2 separate regions of the Mus musculus genome follow, and region 2 is linked to region 1. Evidence: chromatin contacts called from public promoter capture Hi-C data. All regions are on one chromosome and are shown on one strand. Each heading gives the region's core, a stretch centred on a gene start, on an enhancer-like site or on the middle of the called end of the contact. The rest is flanking DNA. Distances are from core to core; before and after follow the strand shown.

Region 1 (5,245 bases), core at 1,193-3,692:
TCCTTTTCTTCTCCCAACCCAGCCTAGACACCTTCACTGACCACGGTTTCCCGTGCAAATTGGGCCCTTGAAAATTGTCCAGAAACGGAACGCATAAGCATCGCGACACCCTCTGCTTCAGCCCACCCTGCCCGTTCAGCCAGGATAGCGACGACGTCAACCCCGCTCTTGGCTCCTTCTGGTGCCCCCGCGGCTACCAAGGGGAATGGAAAAGACAGCGAGACGCAGAGAACCTTCACGGAGAGATTAGAGGAGGCGATGTTTCTGCGGTGCAGACTTGCTCATTCTTTTGCTCCGGTGTGATTTATTTCGGGCTTGGGGTTTTATTTCTGGTCATGGGTCCTTTTTCTTTTGGGGTGGACTCAGACAAAAAAAAAATGTTTAAATTCCACCAAAGAGCAGATAAGGCGTTGCCTTTGAAGGGGGTCATATGGTTTCGTTTTGCCCCATCGGAGAGACCATGCAAACTCCCCCCACCTTTGGGGATTTGTTCTCAACCATGGAGCCAGGCCCTGGTGTTCTAAGTCTACAGTCTGGGTGTACTGTTCTGCCTCCACAGCTCTGTTCTAAACTGAAGCTGGTGGGAGCAAGCTAGACAGAGGCCCTGGGCCATATTCCCCGTCCCTGCTTTTCCTCTCAAAGACCCTTCTCTGCAGCCTCCGCCTCACCCCGCTTCCTCGGCCTTGCTACCTCCCCAGGGAGGGAGGGAGAAAAGGTGGCCCGCCTCTGGGTCTTGCTGGTGGAGCAGAGCTACGCCGGAAGGAATTAGCTGGTTTTATAACCTTGTACACTTAGCCAGCCCTAACAAAGTCGGATGCTTCTGTTACTTTAGGCCCCTCTCACTGTTGGCAGCTTGAGAGCGTCCTATGCAGGGACAGGTTAGGAGTTTTTCCTGATTCTGCTGCACACTGGGATTGGAGTTTCCTGTAAGGATCCCACCAGTCAGTGTGGCGTGCCATGACAGACCCTTGGAAAATAGATGCTGGTCCTAAGTGCCCCCATAGGACCGTCAGGGCCAGAGAGTTCTATGTATGGAAACAAAGCTGTCTGTGCGTACATGCTGCGCACTGAGTGTGTTTCTGAGATGGCTGATGCGTGGTAGCCACAGCCTGTTTTCCCACGCTGGTATCAAAGGCCTGCAGACTGCCAAAGGCTGCCTAGCCTCACTTTTCAGCCCTACTTGCCTTCCTTTCCCTCCTGATTTCCAAGCTAGATCTTTGGCTGGGCAGAATTGAAGCCAAAATTACTTGCATTTCCGCCTGAAATTAGTTAAATTTTCCCTATCTGTCTGCTTTAATGACTTCAATGGAGATTAATAAAAGCCAGATGACACACACATACTACAACCACCCCACAACCCCACCCACATCCTACCTTTGGAGGGCCCTACACAGGGTAAAATGTGATGTTTGAGCTCCAACCATCCCTTTTCTCCCCACACAAGCCGAGGCCCTGGACTCTGGCTGCTGGGGCCTACTGTCACAGAAGGAAGGCAGGCACCCAAACTCTCTTCCCATACACAAGCCACCATCCACCCGAAACGGCCTGCCTGAGAGGGGTCCTTCTGATACCGAGAGGCCATGACTTTAATTGGATACCAGCTGCTCTACCCTGAATTCCCCTGAGCTTCAATTTGTGTATAGTCCCCAGTCCCCCGCTGAACACAAGGCACTACCATCACTGCTCTCGTCCCTCTTGGCGGGAACTCAAAGGCCACAACTCCTGCCCTTCTTTCTTCTCCCAGGGCTCCAGGCCCAAGGCTACACTAGACCCTTCCCCCAAAGAAGCGGATCTTGAGCTCCGCTTGGCTTGAGGGGAACCTGCCAGCCTGTTCTGAAGAGCGGCTCCCACTCCCTTAGCCCTCGGAGACCAAGCCTTGACTGGCTTAGGGGTTCGTGAACAATGACTTCGAAGACAACTTTTTCTCTCCAGCACCTGAGGATAACTATAGGGATCATAGTTCAGGATCGAATCGGGCAGAGGCTTGCCTCCCCCGGCTCGTCTCCAGTCAAGAGTAGACGGGATGGGCTGGTGCGCAGAAGACGCGTAAAGTACCTTGAGTTGCTTGGTCTGTGAAGCCGGTGATTGTGTCCACACGCCCGTGCCCTGAAGCTGCCGCGACCGGAGCCCTCCCCGCCAGGCTCCTGTAAAGCGACATCATGAAGTGGTGTGGCACCACCGAGCCGTTCCTGAAGCCAGAACCCGCAGCGCGGCGCACAGCTCGGGGACCCGGAACCGCAGCGGCCTGGAGAGCTGAAGGGCCTGGAGCCCGGGCGAGGGTCCGCCCGCCGCCGCCGCCCCCGGGGCTCCAGGCTGGTCCAGCCCCCGCCGCTCGGAGCACCGCGGCAGCTTCTAGCCCGTCGCGGGGACGGCAAGCGCTCAGCAGCCAGAGACACAGCGCGGCGGCAGCGCTCAGGTCCATGGGCTCCTTGGGCCGGCCGGCCGCGCGACACGGGCTCCGTGGCTCCGGGAAGTCCCCCGACGCCTTTTGAACATAGTGTTTAATAATGGGGGAAGTGTGCGCAGCAAGCCGCTGCCCCCCTCCTCTCCCACCCCACCCCCGCCCAGCGCTCGGAGCAGCGCCCCCTGCTGAACGTTCAACCCGCAGCGCTGAGCCCCCCAACTCAGGCCTATCGCGCAGTGCAGGGTAGAAGTCGCCTCCCCTTGCTGTAGTGCCTGGTCCTTGTCCTTGCCAAGAGAAGGCCATCCGCCCGAGGCTCCTGCCACAACGCGGTGCCCCGCCTCCCCTCCCGAAGGTACTACGAGCCCCCACCCCCCTCCGCCCCAAGACCTCAGCGCACTCCTTGGCTGGAAGATGGGGCGTCTCGCGTACCCGCCCAGCTTCCTCCCGACTCCTCCATGGAGAAACACCGCCCTCCGCGTGATCTTGTGAGTGCTAGGGATGCCAGACCCGGGCCAAGTCAAGACTGGGCCCCTCCCATCCAGCTTTCTCGCCGTACGCCCCCTTGATGGATGCTCATTAGGGAGTTCCTAGGGATGCTTACGATACACATTTGGATGCCACCCTCTCCCGTCCACAGCCCTCTGAAGATAACAGTGGGAGGCCAGAGAAAGGGAGAGGATCTGTGATGAAGGATGAGTGGCTGGAGGGTACAGATGGGCACGGACCGGAAAAGCTTTGGGTGGGCATCTTGAGCCAAAGCAGGAGCTGAAATCTTAAAGGGTTTAATGAATTAGGAAGGCGGGGACCAGCGGAATCCTACTCAAATTAGGTCTCAGGGTTTGAATGTGCAAAGTAATTTGCCCGGGGAAAGGGGAGAGTGGGGCAGGTGACCACATTTCTTCAAGGTCTTCAGAGCAAAAGGCAAGAGTGCAACCACAAGCCCAGAGGCTGCGTTGCAAAGCCATGGAATAGCGCTCGGATGCCAGCATGGTTATAGCACTCTATGAGCATGGGTGGAAAGGGCCACCTCTGGTCTATGCCTGGGCGACTCTTGAGCATACAGACGCTGGGACTTTTGTTTGGCTAACTTCCTCCCCACTCCTGCTCTGAGGGGGGAAGGCGCCAGCATGTGTGTCGATTTAGTTCAGACAAACCCCAGAGCAAGAATGTCCAGAAAATAGACCAACTGTCCAAGGGATTTAAAAGCCTGGACCCCAAATCCATTACTTTAGCATTGTTCTGGATACCAAACTCAGAATCCACGCCCGGTCCGTGAGTCAGGTCAAGGTGCTATCTAAAAGCCTCTTCCTAATAAACTACATAGCCCAGGCTCCCGCGTTGGAGTCTTATACTCCCACCTCGCCCTCTGGATAGCAGGCACGCGTGCACCTGGACCACGGTCTGTGCTGCTGGCCTCCCTACTCAGGGCCTTCCTGCTGTTGCCAGATGGTGGGCATCTGGGATGACAACCTACCTTTGGTGGCCAGGTTGGGGAGCGGATGCAAAAGCCATAATTATGGGTTTCTTTCTTTCTTTGGGTGCCTGGAGGAAGTGGCTCTAGTAGGGTGGAGACTTCCTGGCGTAACTCCCTGCCCACCCATCCACCCCTGCCTACAGTGGCCAGCCAGGGGTCTCTTTGCTCAGAGGGACACTGGGTTCTGGTGGCCTTCTTTCCACAGACGCCACTCATGTCCAGACTTTGAGTTTTTCACAAATCAATTCTTTGTTTAGAAAACAGAGAGCCCTGGCCTGTCACCACCCTGGTTCCAGCCCTGGCTTTGGCCACTAACAGTCCTGGCCCTTCCGAGTCCCCTCCACTTGTCTTGGTTTCCGTTTCTCCGACTGTATAAAGGGAAGAGCAGAAGGGATCTGGCACTATGTTGGCCCAGTGGATGATAATGTTTCTTGATTACATGACACCCCTTCCCTTAGGCCACCTTGGAGCTGGACATTAGGACAGGTTAGTGATCCTTCCTGAAGTGGAGTCAAGGAAGCCACATAGCTTCTGTTTGAGACTAAACTTCCTGGTCCATGATGTGTGGCTTAGATGCAGCTTGGAGCAGAGGTGGTTCAGTCACTTGTTCCCATCCCACAAGATGTTCTGAGCATTAACAGAGTTCAGAAGAGAAGTAGGTTTTATGAGCTCACTGGAAGCTGCTGTTAGAGGAAAATAGAAGGGGGAGGGGGGCTCAGCCCAACCTGCCGGCTGTGGCTGCGTGTAAGACATGCTGTACTCTCGTCATTTGTACTTCTCGGTCCAGACCCATCCATCCACCCATCCATCTCCACTCATCTCTTCTTGTAGCAACTTCTTATTGCTAGGCACTCTTCCGGGTGTTGCGAATCCATCAATACTCAAGGCAAACTTGTGGAGAGCCAGGGTGTGCAGAAGAAACAACAGCCAGTAATACACAAATGCCTGGCAGACCATCAAGGACGTTCTGAGTACCTTGATGGGAGAGGTTTTTTTCTGTCAGCAGAGACCACATTGAAGCAGAGCCCTAAAAAAAAGGAAGGCATGGGGGTGTTGGAGGCCTGCCTGGCCCCTTCCCTCTTCCTCCTGCTTAAGTGACACTAGCCACTTGTCACCAGCCCATTGCCTTACGTGCCCATGCCAGCTGTTCTATCCTGTGATAGAATTTTTTTTCTTTTTTTTAATTAGGTATTTTCCTCGTTTACATTTTCAATGCTATCCCAAAGGTCCCCCATACCCACCCCCCCAATCCCCTATCCACCCACTCCCCCTTTTTGGCCCTGGCATTCCCCTGTACTGGGGCATATAAAGTTTGCAAGTCCAATGGGCCTCTCTTTGCAGTGATGGCCGACTAGGCCATCTTTTGA
Region 2 (5,245 bases), core at 1,016-3,515, 1.3 Mb after region 1:
CAAGAAGCAATCCCTTAGTAACCAGGGATCTAAGCCCACTGAGGTGACCTCAGTCCCTGGGTACACAGCTATGCACAGTCCTGTCCTGCTTTGTTAACCAACTCCCTGGAAAGATCTGAGAGCCAAAGCCTGAGCTCCCAACCTTGCTTCATGCGCCTTCTGAGTCCTCTCATTTCCAGGACTTGCTTGAAGGCCAGGTCAGTTTTTCCAGGTAAAAGCAGAATTAAAAAATCTGCTTGCATATTCTTCACCTGGAATCAAAGCACTGTTCCACCAATGTAGGTAACCTATTCTCTCTCTCTCTCTCTCTCTCTCTCTCTCTCTCTCTCTCTCTCTCTCACACACACACACACACACACACACACGCACACACACACACACACACACACACACCTGGTGGAGGAGATGGGAGATGGTAAGGCTACTTTTTTGAGAAAGCCAAAAAGAATGATGAAATAGAGGACTGTGTTGCATGGACTCCTGGGGGATAAGGGGCTAGTGCATATATGTCTCAGGAGAGTCTGTACTTTTGATGTAGAGTTGTTGCTCTTCTCAAGTGTATATTAGCTAATAAGCAGAGGTTTTATTTTGTTTAACTCTTTTGGGAAATTTTGGCCCTTAGCATGGAAATTATCCAAGCTTTGCCTACTATGGGAACACATTGAGCCTAAGTGGAAGGAAGTCCTGGGATTCCTGACTGGATTTTGTTGCTGTGTCCCCAGCTATTGGAATGGGGTGACCTCAGCTCCCTCTGCTTCCAGGATCCTGCTAGTACTGACAGCTGCTAAGATTCCAGGCACATAGGCACACTTATGTGGGTCTCTTACTTGAACAGTAACCAGTGGGGTGCTGGAGGTGGGAGTGGGCTCCTGAGTAAACTATAGCCCTTTCTCTTGTTCCTTCCCTGCTCTAGCCAAAGTTAGCCAGAGTCTGGAAGCTATGTTCCATTCTAAAAGTTTGCGAATACCAAGTCTGTTTCAATTATGCAGGTGGGAGGAGGGATGTGGCCCATCCTCCATCATCACTCCCTATATTAGGAATCAAACTCCTGCTACCTCAAGAGATCACATGGGATCAGTCTTGCACAGTAAAGCTGAGGAGTAGGTGACTCTTCCAAAAGGACTGTTTCAATGTGTGAGAGTGGCACCTACTCCCCAGGAAGTGTGTGTGTGTGTGTGTGTGTGTGTGTGTGTGTGTGTGTGTGTGACAAGAGCCACTCTGCAGTAGTAACTTTGGGGCAAAGTCAGGAAGTCAGAAAACCTCACCATCTTCCATGAAAAAGCCAGGTAAGGCATTCCAGAAAGGTGGTAGGGAGGAATGACAGCTGACTGGGGTCAGCCTTAGGTCAGTTCCAGGGATCAATAGTAAAGAGGTATTTGGGGCTGTGTAAGAAGCAGACAGCAAGGATGTAGTTGTTCTAGGTCCCAACTCCCTCTACAAACTCCACCCAAACCAGCCCCGCAGGCCCAGGGGTCCCAGTGCCTTTAGCTGCTCTTTAAAACTCCCATCCACTCTAAAAAGAATATGTGATTGGAGCTTTAGAATGGAATTCCGGGGAGGTCTGCAGTTCAAGTAACTAGCTCTTCTTCTCCTCATACGCTCTGCCATGGACGTTTCTGTGGAACTCCACACCCCAGAGTCTGTGGTCAGCCATAGGCACTCGGATGTTATGGCTCGCGCAGTCAGTAATCTCTGTCCTTCCGCACCAGGAACCAGCCAGCTCTGCTAGAATCGCTGCCCAGGTCTCAAGCACTATTTGGTGTCAGGAGCGCTGCTCCACACCAGGAGTCTGTCACTTCTAGGAGGAAATCTTAAGAAGAGCGGCAGCGACTTTGTCAGATTACAAATTGAGTGTATGCCTAAGGTGCTGGTGTGGGGACACCCTAGGCTCCTATCCGCTTTCATAGGTGGTGCCACCATAGGTCCCAAAGCTCCAGAACAGAACTCCGAAATGCTCGGTTCTAGTCCTCTCTTATCCGTAAGATATGTTTCTTCTACTGCTTGATCTTATGTGTCTTAGAAACACACACACACACACACACACACACACACACACACAGAAAGTGTCGAGTGGGATTATCAGGGAGGGGACACCGGTCAGGAGAAGCAGAAGGCAGGCTAGCACAGCTGCCAAAGTCCGCTGCCCGGGTCAGCAAAACTTTGTTTCCCAATGCGCAGGCGCAGGCAGAGTTGGGGGGCAGGGGAGGGAGGGGAGAAATCGCACGGCAAGGGGAGGGGGGTTAGGGGGAGGTGGATTAAAATAAGTAGGCGGCTCGGTGCTAAGGGATGAGTGAGACGTAGCTCGGCCTCTCCCCAGCAAGTTCTCGCCGGCACTGGTTCAGATTCAGAAAGGGAGCCAGGAGCGAGGCTCAGCAGACCCCGGCGGGTAGAACTCCGGGGCTGTGAAGCGCTCCCGCGTGTCCGACTCTTGGAGTCACCGCAGCTACAGAAGCGTCAGAAGTCTAGTTCGCCAGGGGTGCCAGTCGGCTCCAGAGTCTCTGGTCACTCAAGTCCAGCGCAGCGACCCTCACAGACGCGCTCTGCCCTGGGACCGCGGCGGAACAAGGTAACTGCAGCCCTGGGGCGCCTGGGCTCAGCGAGGCGAAAGCCCGCAAGATTCACTTCTGGTTCCCTGTTGTAGCTGGTGCCTCCTCTTTTCAGTGTCCTCAAAGGCGGTTCTTTTGGCCAAAGGAAGGCTGCAAGATCTCCGTGAAAGTGAGAGCAGTTGCAACGTAGAGTTGATGGGGATGCTGGTTCAAAGACTTCTAACTCTGGGTCCTTGTTGGCCTCTGACCTCGGGAGGAAGGAAGGAGACAGAAGGGCCTGAGCCATTGAGTGCAGCCGTGTTTGGCTAGCTAGAATTCCAGTATTCTAGTAAGGTGCCCACAGATTTTATAAGGCACTCTGCAGGCTTCCCTTAAGAAACTAGAGCAACTTCAGAGAACACAAACTTTTTTTTTTTTCCTGCAGGGTGCCTTTTAATTCAGACTTATCCCCCCTTAGCTGAGGAAGAGGGGAGAAAGTGTTGATGGTCATAACCTAAGCTTTCAGCATCCTGGACAGGTGCATTGCCCCAACTCTGTTGGGCTTTAAAACGAATTCTTCTTTTGCAGAGTTGTACTTTAGACTCGAAGCCTTCAAACCCCAGGACCACAGGGCTGCTGCGAGTCTGACATCCACCTCACAATTGGACTCTGCTTGGGATGGTCTCTATTAGAGGGTTTCAGTGTGTCCCCAGGCCTGCAAATCATAACCTTCGATTGTCTCTGGTGTAGGGAGAACTATGCTGGGGGTGGGGGACACAAACGAACATTGTTTTCTAACTGGAGAACCGGACGACCCAGAAGCAGAACAATCAGGAGGCTGCAGATACCTCTAGCGTGGGGATTCTATTTTGCTCCTTTGGTAGTAGCCTAATCCAGGTTTAAGGGGAAAAGATGGGAAGTCAAAATGAGAGAGACAAGGGCGGCTGCTTGCTGAAGGAATCTTACCTTCCACCAGCAGTATCCTTGATTAAAAACCAAAAAACAAACAAACAAAAATCTCCCGCGTCCTCCCTCAACAGCCCCTGCTGCACAAGCCGGGTGGGCTCCGGAGCAGAGGTTAGCAGCATAGGTTTCTTTGTCGCAATAATTCGATGAATTTCATTCGGGATGGGACTTGCAAGTTGGCTCTTTGAAAGAGAACCACGTGTAAAGCTATTTTCCTAGTTTCACAGCCTCCCAGGGAAAGAGTGTGCTCTGTGCTCGCTGGGAGGGAAGGAGGAACCAAAGAGGACTGGTGGGTAGATGGTCTATCACAGGCTCTCTCGAAAGTAATTGTGGTTTCATTAAGATTGGGAAGCCGGCTCCTGGGGACACAGCGGGCATCCCAGTATAGCAGAATGGCAAAGGAAAGAGGGTTCCTTCGATCTCGTTTGTTGGAAAAAAGGGCAGCTAACGTGTGTGGTGTTGGTCAGACCTCTGGACCTGGATTGGGAAATCTGTCACCGTTCGAATGGGGATTCTATGTCAAGGATGATATTGGGGTGGGGTGGGGAAGCTGCTGAGCTCCTTCGGGCTCGTGGGGTTCGCTCTGTCCTCATTAATGCAAGCAGTTAACTCACTCGCGCTCAATTAGCCTCGAATAAACCACTTTAATAGGCTGCACACTTCATTAATGCCCTCCATAGGGAGGGCGGCAGAGGCAGGACTGGCATTCTACTGCAAGAGGGACACGAATGACTGTGCCGCGCATGGACCCCTGCTCTGAGGCAGGAATTGAGTTCACTGCAGCGAGTCAGGACATTTACTAGTGCTTACCAAGTCTCCAGGCCCGGAGTTTCACGTGGAGTAGATACTGGACCTTAGAAGAGGTAGTCTCTACCAGATTAAATGGTGAAAAGGCTCAGGATGGAGTGGGGGGCGGGAGGTGGCACTGCAGCTGGAGAGGCCCCATGTTCCTCTCTTCTCCTCAGGCCGCAGTGGCTTATCTGCATTGTGTTTTCCTATTAGCTGGTCCTCTGAAACCAGATTTTGCATGAGGTCCGTGTTTTTAGTAATGATGTAAAGATCCACCTTTCCAACGAAATTCGTCCGCGGGGAAGGTCGGTGGCATGACCCTTGGAATCCCACGCCTAAGAAAGCTACAGAAAATAAACGGCTTGGTCCACTGAGAAAAAGAAATGGTGTGTTGGAGGAAATAAGATCAGGCAGAGAGGTTGCAAGTACCTCCCCTCCAGGGTCCCAAGGCCTCTCCATACTTTTTGGCTTGGGAGGTTGGGGGAGGCAAAGAAGAGTCAGGAAAAGTTTGTGGCTTATACCCAGCCTAGCAGTTTAGCCAGAGTCCTGCTGCCACCATCACTGGTTGACATCCCATAGGCCTAATAGAAGAGCTGCTAGTGTGACCTCCCCATTGCCCAGGCTGGCTCCAATAGAGCTTAAAATGAGGATATAATTTCCAGTGCCTGGAAGAGAGAGAAACAGGGGTGGCAAATCAAAGGGCGTCCAACTAGCCTATGTCCTGCATAGCTTTGAAGTTGGAGGCCTTTTTTTCTCCCTCCCCATTCCAAAGAGGTTCCCACTTCCTCTTCAGCCCAAGCCCAACTGCACTTTGCTTTTCTTAGTCCCAGAAATCTGACATGACCCTCGCTTGCCTGGCCCAAGTTTTGTGAATTGAGTAGTAGAGAAGGCTGGTGTGTGATTGCTATCCTGCTAGCTAGGCAGGTTGGATCGCAACAGATTTTTGTGCTCCTTATCTGGGAGGC

Evidence for each region. Promoter capture Hi-C pulls out the DNA fragments that hold promoters and counts their contacts.
Region 2: a contact with region 1 is called in a promoter capture Hi-C map of embryonic stem cells, with 11 times the contacts expected there. The contact joins the promoter of Osr1 here to the promoter of Gdf7 in region 1. A contact is called at or near these places in 11 of 39 promoter capture datasets (cranial neural crest, embryonic stem cells, epiblast stem cells and 5 more), 18 of 484 Hi-C or Micro-C datasets (embryonic stem cells, epiblasts and hematopoietic stem and progenitor cells), 3 of 115 datasets of contacts at active chromatin or transcription factors (all in embryonic stem cells) and 1 of 9 other capture datasets (embryonic stem cells).

The regions. Positions count from the first base shown.
Region 1 is chr12:8,299,512-8,304,756 of GRCm38.p6, forward strand. It overlaps Gdf7 (growth differentiation factor 7), which reads right to left and starts at 2,443. Exons shown (of 2, transcript NM_001312876.1): 1 at 2,056-2,443. The coding sequence starts at 2,422. It also overlaps a transcript of Ldah not described here.
Region 2 is chr12:9,572,177-9,577,421 of GRCm38.p6, forward strand. It overlaps Osr1 (odd-skipped related transcription factor 1), which reads left to right and starts at 2,266. Exons shown (of 3, transcript NM_011859.3): 1 at 2,266-2,566.